Regions from separate parts of the Mus musculus genome. Here regions 2 and 3 are each linked to region 1. A link is a contact called in public HiChIP or PLAC-seq data. All regions are on one chromosome and are shown on one strand. Each heading gives the region's core, a stretch centred on a gene start, on an enhancer-like site or on the middle of the called end of the contact. The rest is flanking DNA. Distances are from core to core; before and after follow the strand shown. Region 1 overlaps Prdm16 (PR domain containing 16). Region 2 holds the start of Ttc34 (tetratricopeptide repeat domain 34). Region 3 has its middle 42 kb from the start of Actrt2.

What was found. HiChIP or PLAC-seq counts read pairs in DNA pulled down with a chosen protein or histone mark.
Region 2: an H3K4me3 HiChIP or PLAC-seq map of forebrain shows a contact between it and region 1, with 6 times the contacts expected there. The contact joins the promoter of Ttc34 here to the enhancer-like site in region 1. A contact is called at or near these places in 1 of 39 promoter capture datasets (neural stem cells), 5 of 15 datasets of contacts at CTCF or cohesin (embryonic stem cells, hippocampal excitatory neurons, large pre-B cells and 2 more), 58 of 484 Hi-C or Micro-C datasets (B cells, the HL-1 cell line, LSK cells and 30 more), 15 of 115 datasets of contacts at active chromatin or transcription factors (PVALB interneurons, astrocytes, bone marrow-derived dendritic cells and 9 more) and 1 of 9 other capture datasets (embryonic stem cells).
Region 3: a contact with region 1 is called in an H3K4me3 HiChIP or PLAC-seq map of embryonic limb bud, with 6 times the contacts expected there. The contact joins two enhancer-like sites. A contact is called at or near these places in 1 of 39 promoter capture datasets (neural stem cells), 1 of 484 Hi-C or Micro-C datasets (nephron progenitors), 3 of 115 datasets of contacts at active chromatin or transcription factors (embryonic basal ganglia, embryonic limb bud and embryonic stem cells) and 1 of 9 other capture datasets (embryonic trunk).

Annotation. Positions count from the first base shown.
Region 1 is chr4:154,333,837-154,338,424 of GRCm38.p6, reverse strand. Prdm16 (PR domain containing 16) reads left to right here. Exons shown (of 17, transcript NM_027504.3): 10 at 698-782; 11 at 3,163-3,332; 12 at 3,973-4,050. Among named protein-coding and RNA genes, the nearest start is that of Arhgef16, 36 kb to the right of the region's middle. Within about 2 kb of position 2,419, at least 66 of the 459 cell types and tissues checked have an H3K27ac peak or open chromatin away from gene starts, as enhancers often do. A contact at or near this core is called in brain, cerebral cortex, embryonic limb bud and 3 more, where this site is marked.
Region 2 is chr4:154,835,534-154,840,121 of GRCm38.p6, reverse strand. It overlaps Ttc34 (tetratricopeptide repeat domain 34), which reads right to left and starts at 2,706. Exons shown (of 9, transcript NM_172878.4): 1 at 2,510-2,706; 2 at 512-1,331. The coding sequence starts at 1,286.
Region 3 is chr4:154,707,310-154,711,897 of GRCm38.p6, reverse strand. No RefSeq gene overlaps it. Among named protein-coding and RNA genes, the nearest start is that of Actrt2, 42 kb to the right of the region's middle. RefSeq lists an enhancer at 736-4,483. Within about 2 kb of position 1,922, at least 8 of the 459 cell types and tissues checked have an H3K27ac peak or open chromatin away from gene starts, as enhancers often do. A contact at or near this core is called in embryonic limb bud, where this site is marked.

The DNA of each region.
Region 1 (4,588 bases), core at 1,170-3,669:
TGGGGGCGAAAGAAAGGACCCGGCTACCACCTGCACTGACCACGGAGATTTGTTTAGCAAGTTGTCGCCGACACTTGAGGAAGATTCTAGCATTGCAGTCTCCAGCAGCCATTGAAGGTTTTCAGGTACAACCTGACTGGCTGCTGTAGGGAGTCTCTGGTAACTTCCCCAGAACAGAAATCTGTCACCCGCATCTGTCAGCAAAATAGGCAAAGTGTACCCTGCCAGTTTCTGGCAGGGACAGGGTATTTGGGGTGCAGGCAATAAGCCCTGGGGTGATGCAGAGTAACTTGTGGGTATGCTGGAGACCTTGAGGGAAGCACCTACCATACAGGTGTGCAAGCCAGCAAGCAGGAGGCTGGTGCACACAGAGCCTTCAAAGAACATTCTAGACTCCAGCATAAAAAACGTTCCAACAAACACAGGAGGTGGTAACTGTTTGAGGGGACATGGGGTGTGTGGAAAAATCACTGATTAGATAAAGATGCAGTTGAGGAGCTGAGGAGTCTGGGTAAATGAGCAGCTGCGGCTTGCCCCACTGGCCTGGAGGCCCATTGAAGTTCAGGTAGGAGTTAGCTGGATAGCCCCATCGCCACCTCCATATATAATTGGTCTGACTGTCAATCCAGCACAGGTGTGGTACTGAGGAGCAAGTGGCTCGGTGGGGTATGTAACCCTCTGTGTTGCCGTCCAGCAGGGTAGAAAAGCGGAAGGTGGCAGACCCTGTGGGAGTCCTGAAAGAGAAGTACCTGCGGCCGTCCCCACTTCTGTTCCACCCCCAGGTAACAACCACTATGGGCCTCTGAGATGGGAGTACTTAGAGACGCTGTGTGAACAGGCTCTGGGACTTAGGTTTCTGGTTCCCAAGAGGCAGAGGGGACTTTCTGAGATCCCACAGGTCATTGTGGACCCGGAACACATAGGGAAGGGTTGCTCTCATAAGGAAGCACTTGGGTCTGTCTAAAGGCCTCTTGCCCAAAGGAGCCCCACAGTTGCAAGGACCCCAGGCCCTAAGAAGGGATGCATTACTGATACAGGTGCCAAGAGGAGCAGAGTTTTGGACACAAGGAAACAGATGTTGGGGCTAGTATTCCTGCAGTAGGCCATACCTTAGCATTCTTCAGTGAAAGGACCAGAGCAGGTCTTCGTGAGAAGGGGCAGGGGGGAGACTGAGCAGGAAGGAACCGTCCTAGGGACTGGAAGGGAAGGCTAGCAGTCTACAAGTCAGGTATAGTGCCCTCTATCCTGCTAATGTCCCTGCCTGTGCCCCCAGGCCACATGCCTCCTGGGGAACCCACAGCCCAAGGCAAAGTCCTTCAAGTATCCCAGACCCCAGTCCTCACTGCATGAGGTCTGGCCCCCCTCCTGTGAGCTGCAGGTCACCGCCCTTAAGCCTCCCTCACCAACAGGGAATCTTCAGGCCAAAAAACCTGCATGGGGCATTGTTCTTCTCTGAGCTTCCCGCCTTGGGTAAGCCCCAGCCTGAAACCTGTACCCTGGCTGAGTTCACAGCTAAACTTAGAGCCTCCCATTGTTCCATGGGGCCGCGGAGTTTGGTTAATAGCTTCCCCCAATTTTCCCAGGGCCGGCTGGAAAAAGCCGACCAGGCAGCCAGGCGTATCCGGTGTTTGTGTTTGTACTAGGAGCTCACGGGAATGTCTGATGGGGCAGAGCAGGCCAGGCAGGCAGGACCCACCCCACCCGGCCTGAGGAAGAGAGGCCTGTGGGGGGCCAGCTGCCCATTGTCCCTCCTGCCCACTGCTCCCATGGGCCAACCTCCTCTGCCTGCCCTTGTGTCCCAGGCCAGGACGAAGAGGCAGAAAGGTGGTGACTTGTGGTCACCAATTAAATGGTCTGAGGCTAGCTTGGCTGCCTGTGTCACTCAGATAGAAGAGCCTGGCAACCATGCAAAGAAGGTTTCCACAAAACAGGCATCCGTGCTATATCCATAAGCTATCATTAAGACTTATGGCCAAGAGCCTCAGTGTCACCCTGAGAACCTACCTTTCAGGTGTTGAAAAAGGCACTAGAGAGGCCAGGTAGCAGCCTAGAGAGCCAGGCAGTTCCATCTCCAGTGAGCATGGACGCAGAAAGTGTATGTGGTATGTTCTGATGAGGGTCATGTGTCAGTCCTCTATTAACAAGGCAAAGCCTGCATCTCTGTTGCCTGCACAGAGCCGTCCAGTGGCCATGGGGAGGTCTCACCAGGGTGGCTGGGCAAAGTGTCCATCCATTCGCCGCTTTCTGTGGGCTTCTGTTACAGCTGTACTGCTGTTTCCCCAGATACCAAATGTCTCCGCCACTGTGTTATGAGGCTTCCAAGTAGCGGCAGTACAAAGCCCTCCCTTCCCTGTTGTCAGTGCCCAGCAAACAGCCCACAACGATGCGTTGGGCATCCCAACAAGGTGCCGAAGGGCTTCGTGGCTGGAGTCGTGCAGAAGGATTACAGTCATGTGACATGCAGCCTTTGTTCAACCATGGGCAGCTGGGTCCTGGATTCTGACATCAGTGAACAAGTGCCTTGTGTTTGGCGCTAGCACTAAGCAATAAACACTCCCGGGAGGCAGCTGGCCATGGACGGGAGCCTGGATCGGGAGGTGATACCTTGTCTGCTCATTCGTCCATGTCCCCCTGGTGTGTGCAGTGGGGTCTTCATCTAGGCTCAGTTTCTCCCAACACTCACGGCACTCTGAGAGGCTGAACCCTTTCCCTCTGTCTTCAGTGGTACCTGCCCCACCCCGTCTTCTTTTGCCTCTCTCACCTGCCCCCATCTCTGTGGTCTGCCAGATAAAACGTGCCTTCCGGGATAGACATTTAGCAGAGGTATGAAGAGAGCCTCTCATGGTTCCCTTGGCACAGGTGGGGAGAGGTACAGCTTCAAGGTCCCTGTCACCAAAGCCTTAAGTCTCAATGGAGCCTGCATAGCCTGGGGTTTTAACCAATTTCTGCCTACCATACTGAAAAGACCACTCACTCCAGATGACCCTGGATTATAGTCCCAATCCTAAGAAGGACAAGAGCAGAGTAAGCTGTGGCTGTAATTCCAATGGCCATCCAGAGGTTATTGATAATAATTAGACACAGGGACCCCCGGGTGCACGCTCTCTGAAGACAGACGGCAGTTATGCTGAGTCATCGATCTCTCCCTCCCTGTGCCCGCAGATGTCAGCCATAGAAACCATGACGGAGAAGCTGGAGAGCTTTGCAGCCATGAAGGCCGACTCAGGCAGCTCCCTGCAGCCCCTGCCTCACCACCCGTTCAACTTCCGCTCCCCACCCCCAACGCTCTCGGATCCCATCCTCAGGAAGGGGAAGGAGAGATACACGTGCAGGTGAAACACCGAGGGTCCCTTGGGGGCTGGTGGGAAGGGGCCGCGCGCGCGTGCACACACACACACACACACACACACACACACACGCACGCACGCACGCACGCACGCACGCACGCACGCACGCACGCGCGCGCGCGCGAACTTGCTTCTGGAAAAGCCCAGAGTTGCAGTTCCAGTGAAGCAGAGGTTGAGCGGACAGGCGCCCCATCCGCCCGAGGCCGTGTTTGCGCATGCGTGATCTGGGTAGGCTTCTAGAACTGTCCTCTCGGCTGTGTTATCTGGGCCCCGCGTGCAGCTTAGTTAAGTTCAGAGGCCAGAGAGCAGCTGCGCAGCCTGGGCACAGTATTAGGAAGGATGGTGAGCCTGGTGCTGAAGCCATTGCTCGCGGTTTTGGGAGTTCATGCTCCCGGGCTCCCTAGCTGATCCCAGCCACTGTGGCTCCCAGGACTGAGGGCATGACGCTGGTCCCTCCACTCTGTGCTTTGTGAGATGTCTGGGCTCAAGGCAGAGTAGAGATGGTAAGGATGCTGGCGAGACCCCAGTAGGAAGCCTCAGAGTTGAGCTCTGGATGAACAGAAATCTGGAAAGGGGCCGTGTGGACTACCCTAAAACCTCTCCTCCTCTCTTCCCTCTGCCTCAGGTACTGTGGCAAGATCTTCCCCAGATCTGCAAATCTCACAAGACATCTGAGGACACACACAGGGGAGCAGCCATACAGGTAGGATCAACGTCGTGTTGGTATCTGAGGGATTCCCCCTACTAGTTTGTGTGCACCCGTAGTCCCATTCTTTCAAGGAAATGCCTATAAGATCCACCCACAGGGCTGGGGCCACCAGAAAGACAGTGGACAGAGGCCTGGCTCTGACACTTTCTGCCTCCATCTCCTGGCCCACCACCCTCCATCTCTAATGTAAGGAGAAGGCAGGGACTATCCAGGAAATTGATGGAAGTCTCCTTCCATACTCCCAAAAGAGGATGTGAGAGAGCCTGTCTCCTGTATCCAAAGTGTCAACCAGGGCAGGCATTCAAAATCAGGGAGGGGTGTGACTTGAAGCTAGAGTCTCCACAGGTCTCTGGGAGAACCTTAGCTAGCCAGTCCCCCACCTAGTCCTATCTCTGTCACGACAACCATTAAGCCACCCCCTCCCCACGTGTGAGCTCTTAACAAATATGGGGTATCCTTGATTCCCTAGGGGAGCCCTGAGTGGGGAGACTACGCATGTGTTACCAAAGTATCTTGGGACATGGACAACCTC
Region 2 (4,588 bases), core at 1,457-3,956, 500 kb before region 1:
ACTCCCTCAGTCTCCCCCCAGGCCTTCTAGGTCCCAGCAGGTCTAGCCCCCTTCTGGCTCCCGATTCACAGTCCATACATGACAGCGGAAGAAACACGCTCACATCAGTTTGAAAACGCTCTTGTGGTTTTAAGAGTAAGATCCAGACACTTCCAGGCCCTGGCCTGGGGCCACCTCTTTCCCTTCAACTACCGTGACTATTTGGTGGCAAGGACATTTCAAGCTTTCTTCCCAAGGGCATTGGTATATGGTTTCTTATGCGTGGACTCTGAAAAACCACCTATCCTGGGAAGCCTTCCCTGACTGACAGCCAGATTTGCGCCTTGCATTTAGTAGGGCAAGACTTTTGTTTGCTCTGTCTTTTCACTGTGGTGTCCCCAGCTCCGCCCCAGCTCCGCCCCAGCCCCGCCCCAACCCTAGTCCCAGACCTAGCTCTGGTCCCACCATAGGCAGGTTTTAGCTGTGGCTGGAGTGGCTGTTGGAGAATGTGACTTGTGAGTCACTCTCCTACCTTGGGGTCTACTCCCTGTTGAGTCAGGCTGAAGGTCCCGGCTACATGCCGCCCTGCAATCCTCAAACCGGCCTCTGCGAAGCAGAGCTTCCGGTGACATGGCACCCATCCAGCTGCCTCTGGGATCCAGGGCCTCCAGTAGTCCCCGGCAGTTGGTCTCTTGCTGGCTGGCACTGGTTTTCGGGTGTCCTGAGAGGTAGTTCTGGAGGCTGCCAAGCAACCTGGGGAGGTAGGGCTGCTGGTGGCTACGAATGAAGGCCACTGTCCGGGCTGCGCTGGAGGCAAAGTTCTGAAGATAGGCAGCTATGCCCTCTCTGGCCTGGTCCACAGACAGAACCCAGGCCAGGGCACGTGTCAGCTGAAGCTCCAGGGCCTGCTTGGAGTGTGCATCCAGCAGAGTGTTACAGCGCTGCACCACTTCCACATGACGTCCTTGGGCCAGCAGGCCAGCCAAAAGGTACAGGACAGTGGCAGGGTGATCCGGGCAAATGGCACCGAGGAAGGCAGAGGCCAGTGGCCCAGTCAGGGAGACCACCGTCATGCCATCCCAGTGGATAGCAGGGATTTGGCTGTCCCCACAACACCAGGACTCCAGGGTGGCCACCACAGGTGCCCCTGGCGACTCAGCCAGGAGAGCCCGTACATGCCGCACGGCTGAAGGCGCATGGCAGCTGAAGGCGGCCAGATAGAAGGCTGTGGCTAAGGGAAGCTCCTCCAGGGCCAGGTGCTTGTCCCCCTCCTGGCAGAGGCAGGCCACGAGCTCCTGAGCTGACATCACGGTCTCAGTCCCCACTGGCTCATGTTCGGTCTTCCTGGGTACCTGCAGGAAGGGAATTGAAGTTAGTGTCTGAGTTGTCACGTTCAGCTTGAGCATGGCCCCGGAGTCCTCAGAATCTGTGCAGACCCTGCTGTGTGGAACCTGAGACCTGGCCACTGAAGAGATATTAGTGGCACTCTCTCAGCAGGCAGTCTCCATAGCTGGGCGTGGGCTCTGCTAGAACCTGTTGGGTTTCAAGTTACTTTTCTCTTGAGCCTTGGTTTCCTTCCCTGTCGAGTGGGATGGGACCCCGCCTACTCAGGTCAGCCTAAGAGGGTTTTGGTGTTCAAGTTGGGGGGTGGGGGGAGAACTGAATGCTTAAGAGATCAGGGGTCAGGGCAGGCTCTAGAACACCTGGCTCCATCTACCTCCAGGAAAAAAGTGTCTCAGAACTCCAACCCAGCACTACACCCCCACCTGCTCATGCCTGGGTGATGCAGGCTGAGGGTTAAGGTCAAGAAGTGCCTGCCAGGTCTGGAGCAGGGTGGAGAGCACTACCAGACAACCTATGGTGGGGAGCACTACCAGACAACCCATGGTGGGGAGCACTACCAGACAACCCATGGTGGGGAGCACAACCAGACCACCCACACTGGAGAGCACTACCAGACAACCCATGATGGGGAGCACTACCAGACAACCCATGGTGGAGAGCACTACCAGACAACCCATGGTGGGGAGCACTACCAGACAACCCATGGTGGGGAGCACTACCAGACAACCCACACTGGAGAGCACTACCAGACAACCCACACTGGAGAGCACTACCAGACAACCCATGGTGGGGAGCACTACCAGACAACCCATGGTGGGGAGCACTACCAGACAACCCATGGTGGGGAGCACAACCAGACAACCCATGGTGGGGAGCACTACCAGACAACCCACACTGGAGAGCACTGCCAGACAACCCATGTTGGGGAGCACAACCAGACAACCCATGGTGGGGAGCACTACCAGATAACCTATGGTGGGGAGCACTACCAGACCACCCACACTGGAGAGCACTACCAGACAACCCATGGTGGGGAGCACAAACAACCCATAATCAGCTCAGAGAAAGACTCTAGAACAAGTCTGTCTTCTAACCCTGCCATCTGACCCCAGGTTAACTACTCTTGGCCCCAACAAGTCCTCCGTGACAGACACATATACACATGCAATACCCTGCTCACACTCACAAGCCGAACCAGCCAGGTCTGGACATGGGAAGGCTCTGGACATGGGAAGGTTCTGATGACTCAAATTCCTTATTAGGCCCCAGGTTGGGGGTGGTGGGTGAAGCTGCTGGTCATCCCCAGGGGCTCTGGGCCTTTAGAGACACAGGCCCAACACAGTAGACACAGAACAGGCAAGGCCAGTTTCCAGGGAGAGTGTCAACATCCCAAAGCTGCCTGGCTGCTCAGCTATGCCCTCTAGTGGCCAGACCTGCTCAGGCAGTGGGGAGGGCAAGGGAAGGAGGCAAGGTTTCGCTGGGCTTCATGGGGCAGCCTTGGAGGAGAGAATCTAAGTCTCGGAGGAGGGAGGCTCAGGAGTGTACAGTGCCTGGGTTTTGGGTGAACTGTCCCATGCTTTGTGCTAGCCCCTGCCCCACAGTTTCAGTCTTTGTCTCTGAGTCCCAGAACTCAACCTTGGACAGGGTGATGATTCTTCACCCCATACCACGCCTGGTCTCGCTCCCCTTCCTGCAGCCCCTGTCCACGCTGCGGGTCCTATGGTCTTCTAATTTGCCCCAAGTCCTTGGCCCCACTGGGCAAGTAGGCTAGGATCTAGTTCTGTGCTCACAGCCTGTTTCCTGGGTTGCCCTGGCTCTACCAGCCCTTTGATGAGGATGGCTAGGTCTAGACTGAGGAGGGGGCATACGGTTCAGTTTTAGAAGGAGGAAGTAGAGGCTGTGGCCTGAGAATCAGTCCATGCTTTGTCAGCTGCCCTACAGGGCATGCTGGGTAATCAGCTTCATATGACTGCAGAGGGGTCTGCTTTGGGCGGCCCCTCCCAACTCGCCTCACCAAAGTGTACAGGTATGGGTGAGCACTGGCTCCTCTGGGGGCCCTGGGGACTGGATACAAGGCTGCTGGGGGTGGGTGGGATAGCTTCCAGGGATACAGTCTGCACACACCCCTCTATGGAGCTGTGATATAGAGAGCCTGGGTCTGAGGGAGCAAGGTGGGTGCAGCCAGCAAGGCTCGATTTCCTGTACAGCCCACCTTCGCTTCAGCTCCTTGACATTCACAAAGGCACAAAACTTGCAGTCGGCAGTGGTGAGGGCTTATTAAGAAATTTCCTATTATGTTACTTTGATTACTTTCATTTTAATTACCCTAATTAGGCGAGCTCTGTAATGGAGTGGGCTGTCCTGTGGGGCTGTTGGAAGGGCCTGGGGCACAGAGGGGCACTGACTATGGCAATTACATTAGCCCTGATATGTCCCCTGTGCCCTGCCTGGGTGTATGGAGCCTGAGGGGATGCAGGCACTGGCCAGATGGCCCATCTCCTGGTTAGGATTGGGCTGTGACTGTAACTCCCATTTGAGAGCAGCATGCCTGGGTGCTGGAACCCACCTGTCCACGCTGTGTCTTCTATATTGTGTTTACACCTCTGATACTGTGGTAAACAAATCCAGACTGCTGGAGTTGAGTAGGGAGTCCAAGTTTCAGAATCCGGACATGGGAACCAATCGCAAGGCTTTAGTCTCTCTGGTCCAAAGGATTTCTGCTGTGACTGACTCGAATCTAGTTAGTGGTGACCAGAATTTCAGCCCTGTTCACTACATAGGACCCATGAGTTACCCTAGACACCCTGCTTTGTTGGGGATCTAGGATGTCTGAGCAGGAGTCAGCCCTGCTCCATAGTGACATCCCTTAAACAACCCATGAGAATAGTTCTGACCATCTGACCACTCCTCTGTGGTGATAGGTTTGTATCTGAGGCTGTGCCTGGCCTCATGGGAACAGGGGCAGAGTCACTGTAGCTCCCAATGTAGCTTTCTGCATACAGTGTTTAAGCAGGCCCTTGGGATGCCCTTCATTGGAAAGAGCACTGGGCTAGTGACCAGGGTCTTCTCAGATGAGCAGGGAACAGGGCAGACGTTGCGAAAACTCCGAATCAAACCTTGTTGGGTGTGGGTCTGATAATTGTGAGTTGCTGTTCTGGGACAGTACTCACAGGGCCTGTAGGGAGCTCTTTCTCAGCTCTCCAGAGGAAGAGTGGGAGTGGCTGTTCCCATGAAAAGGTCTTTATGGATCCTCTTCCCAGATCCC
Region 3 (4,588 bases), core at 673-3,172, 370 kb before region 1:
ATTTGTGTGCAAGTGTGTGTGTGTGTGTCAATGTGTGTGTGCATATGAGTGTGCAGGCCGTACATTGATGTCTAGAATCATCTTTGATTGCCCTTCCATTTTATTTATTGAGGCAGAATTTGCCAATCAAACTCAGAGTGTGTCGACATGGTTAGTCTCGCTGACCAGCTTGCTCCTGGCCCAGTCAGCCTTTACACGGGTTTCTTGCAATCCACACTTGGGTCCTCATGTTTACACAGTAAGTTCTTTAACCATTCAGCTTTTTCCCAGTCTACATCCTCATGGTCTAAGACAATCTGCCTCTAGGGACCTTGACCTGGCCACTTCAACCCGTGCTCTGTCCTGAACCCCACAGCTTCTACCATCAAGCCCTGGCTGCTCACTCTGGCAACGCTGATGAAGGTCTTTCCCTGCTGGCTCTGAGGATAAGATGTCTCTCATGAGTTCCCTGCCTGCCTCAGCACTGAGACTTGGGGTGGGGGATGCAGTTTCCCACTCCTGCAGATGATTTAGAAGGGATTCGGAGGCCAAGGAGGTCGTCTTGGAATACTGGCTAGACAAAATAATGTATCAGAAAATTCCAAGCGGCCTTTGGTCACAGCTAGAATGTGCCTAGTGCAGTCTTTCCCAGCCAGGGATGGGGCTCTCGGGGGGTGGGGGGGTGCCTTCCAGCTGGAACTGCCTGGCTGGACTCCCACCTCTGCCATTGACTCTTAGTCCTAGCCTGGTTAAGAGCCCAGTGGATAGGCAGACAACAATCAGCTGTGCCTCAAGCAACCTCTACCCCCGTTGCTTGAAAGCATTCCGTGAGGACTTGCACCTGACAAACCAGGTGGATTTGGAGCTTTGAGGTGCCACCTGTCAGGGCCAGGATTACTGTGGACCCTGGCAGTGGGGAGCTAACAGACAGAGCAATCATTTCTCCTCATAGGAAACATGGGGCAGGAAGTTTGGGAGGAGTGGTGGCCATATCCCAGTAGCAGCGAAGTGACCTGTAGGCTGTGTTCAACCAGATGATAGCTTCCCAGTTGGACCCCACTTTTCCCCCTCTGGCTGTAAACAGCTGTGAACCGAGAGGTACCACACTTGCCCAGATGCTAGCAGCTACAGGTAGTGACTATCTGTGGGGCTGGTAGCCATCATCTTTCTGGTGAAGGGAGCGCTATGGCGTCAGGAGATCAGCAGTACCTTTAGCGTCCTCCCATCTGGGTTCGCGCAGGTAACAGTCCTCCCGGTAGAAAAGTGAACTCTACCGTCTGCACCTCTCAAGGATCCATGCCACTTGTGAAATTAGAATAAAAGTCCAGATGAGCATGGGTATGTCCTAACAAGTGGTCTGGGCCACCTGTTCTCTGACAAAATAAGATGGCACCAGGCGGGTCATCTTTGGTACCAGGTATTCCCATACCACCCTATGGTGAGTGGATGCTTAGTGCTCTCTGTGGCCTGCAGGGGCCTGGCTAGACCCTGTAACCAGATGAGTTGGGTTTCATGGCCATAATGTTTCAGGCTTACATGTACCCTGACTCTGAGGGCAGCGTGCTGTCCTCACAGGAGAAGTAAATGAACATATCTATGCCACAGTGACTCTCAGGTGAATGCCGGCTTGGAAGCCATCCCGATGGGACGGGAGGGAGTTTTAACTTAGAAAAGAGGCCCCTTTTTTCTTCTTTACATGAGTCACTTTCCTGGAGCGTGGAGAGATGGGCAGGCGGTTCTTATCTTTAAACCCCATGTACTTAACGCTTATTAAAATCAATACCGTCCATTAGCCGGCTCCGTTTCCATTTTTAATCATTTATTGATATACGGCCTGTGCTTTTATAGGACTAAGCAAATTTCCGCTCTCCGTGTTCCTCTGCAGCCCGGGGGCAGGCGGTGCGCGGCCGCGGGACGTAAATGTTTATTTACTGCCTGCTTCCTGATTGAGAACATACCTGGTCCAGGCCTTCAGATGGCTTTTACACGGGGGACTCGGGCCACTTCCTGTTCTCCAGACACACAAGGCCATTTTTAAGGAGCATAATGAAAGCAAGGCATTGTGGCCACAGTCACAGGCCGGGCAGCCAAATGGGCGGCAGAGCAGGACACAGAGGGCTTGCTATTTACCAGCCCACTTGCTTCTTGCTGGGGCTGGGTGGGGGGCAGGGGGAGCCCTTCTCAGCTGGGGCTGTGACACCTCCCTGCATATCTATTGCTCCCTCCTGAGATTCAACAGGCTCCAGCCTGTGGCTTTTTGTCTGGAAGGAACCAGGTGACCCATGGCAGGACCAGGTTTCTGCATATCCTCCGTTTACGGAGGAGGTTCGTTGGCCCTAAGGATGGTGACGTCTGTCCTCTCTCACCTTCTTCGTCACATACAACCCAGCCCGCGTCCTGTGTCTTGTCTTACCTCCCTGATTTCTCTGAGCCTCAGAGAGCTGGCCAAGAGACTGAACCCAAACTGTCTGAACACATCTTCAGATCAGATGCTGTGCTCTGTCTAGGGAAGAAATACAGAAGATTCTGCAGAGCTGGAAGTCTTCCACCATAACACCCCTCATAAGGATATATGGGTGTGAGCCAGTTGTCAGGGTGGAGAGACAGACGGATGGGACTGTCTGGCTACAGATGAGGGGCTCCAAGATCTGGGGTAGATGTTCCTCCTTCAGGGTTCCATAAGCTCTGTACCCTAATTTGTCCAGAGGTATCTTACAAGAGCTAGCCCTCAGACCAAGATGTGCTGGCCTCTAACTAGCCCAGGAGGCTGATACTCACCACTTGGCAAAACTCAGATTCACATGGCTGCAAAACCAGCCACATACCCAGATACCAGGTGGGTAGTTTCAGAGGGTATGTGACAAGATTCGTCTTCTTCCTGCTAGGAAACCCGGAGCCCACAGCTGCCCCAAGGGCTGTAGGACTCTCTGTGCCAGTGGGGGGGCTCCAGCCATAGAGCTAGAGGAGGGGCACTCAGGCCCCAACCATTTCCAGACTCCCAGGAAATCTGGGTGCTCTCAGGGCCTCCTGGAGTGGAGTGGGTGAATCTGGTGGCTGTTTTACATGTATGGAATCAGCTTTATTCCTGTATTTTGGGTTTGTTTTTATACCACTTAGTGGTTTGTGGGAAAATGCAGTTGCTGCTGAAAGACACTTGTCAGCCTGGATATCTTTTTGGCCTCACACACAGGAGACCGCGGCTTAGAATGGAGCTGGGGTCTCACAGAGGCGTGACCTAGAGATATTCTGACTTTCTTCAGGAATCTGCCCCCGATTCCCAGTTGCCCCTTCATTAAGGGCTTTGGTTTGGGGGGCAAGTATGAAAGGAGAGGGGCCCTCTCCTTGCCTGGGCATGCAGACATCACCACAGGCATGCCAAAGGCACACTGCTAGCCACCCAACTCAGGACACCAGGCCAACAGTTGTGGGTTGTATGTGCATCTGTGATCGGTGGCTTCATAAAACGCCTTCTAATGAAAGTAACACACACAGAGAGGCAGGCAGCCCAGGATGCGGGGCTGCGTGGTGAAGAAATGCGCTTGTTAAAATGTGTAATGAGAGACAGAACAAATCCCCAATATCGGCCAACGCTGTCGTTAAATCCCTTAATGATAGGGGCATTTTCTCTGGTGCGCCGCACAGTTTGTTATAAACCTCTTTGGCCTGGCGGAGTGGGGGCCAGAGGGTGGGATAAGAGGAGTTGGGGGGTGGGGTGGCTGGAAAAAGTCTTTCCTGGGGGTGGAGGCCAACTTTGCCTCGTCTATTCTCAGCTTTGCCCTCCTGTGCCTGAGCTGGTGTGTTGGGCTTCAACTCAGTCTATAGAGTTGCCAGTAGGTCACCACTGAGGCACACTGGGTGCTGGCTAGGTATTTGAACCTAGGTCTGGGGCCATCTTTTTTTTCCTCATGGCTTATCAACTCACCAGAAAAGGCTCCTGGGTCAAGTGCAGTTGTCTCAAGGGTGCAGCCCAGAACCGCCACATGAATAAAGCTCTCCTGGAGTGTGGAAACTGGCCACTGGCTGTGGAGTAGGGACAAGAAATCACCTGAGTGTTCAGAACCCGAGAGATGGGTAAGAGTCAGAGCCCGTGGTTCAGGGTGACACTTGGTTTCTGAAGCCTGCGCTGGCCACCAGCAGGTGGGGCTGGGAAGATTCACTGTAGTCAGGCTCCTGGCTTGGGAGTCTAGAAGGGAATGGGAACTTTGGCTGGATCAGTATTACTTTCTAGTATCCTTTTCCCCTCTTGGAGCATAGCCCAGTGTCCTTTGGAGGGATCGTCCATGTCCAGTCCTGACCTTTACTGCTCTGCCAAACTTCTGACACAGAGGCCATCCATGCTGTTGTAAGGCAGAAGCAGAAGCTATGCAAGGGGGGGACTATGCAGTCTTTGAACCCTAGAGTATCACCTCAGAGTTTTAACTACCCTGGTTCTTCCAAGCATAGGGTGGGGTGTGGTTCTTGCCTCTTACAACTCCAAGAGTTTGACACTGAAGGGTCTTTGCCTCTGTCCCAGCCCCATGGGTGGAAATAAGCACCATTGTGATGGCCACAAGAACAGGGCACATTTTCCTGTGAGTAGGGACATTGGTCTCAAGACAGAATGGGGTAG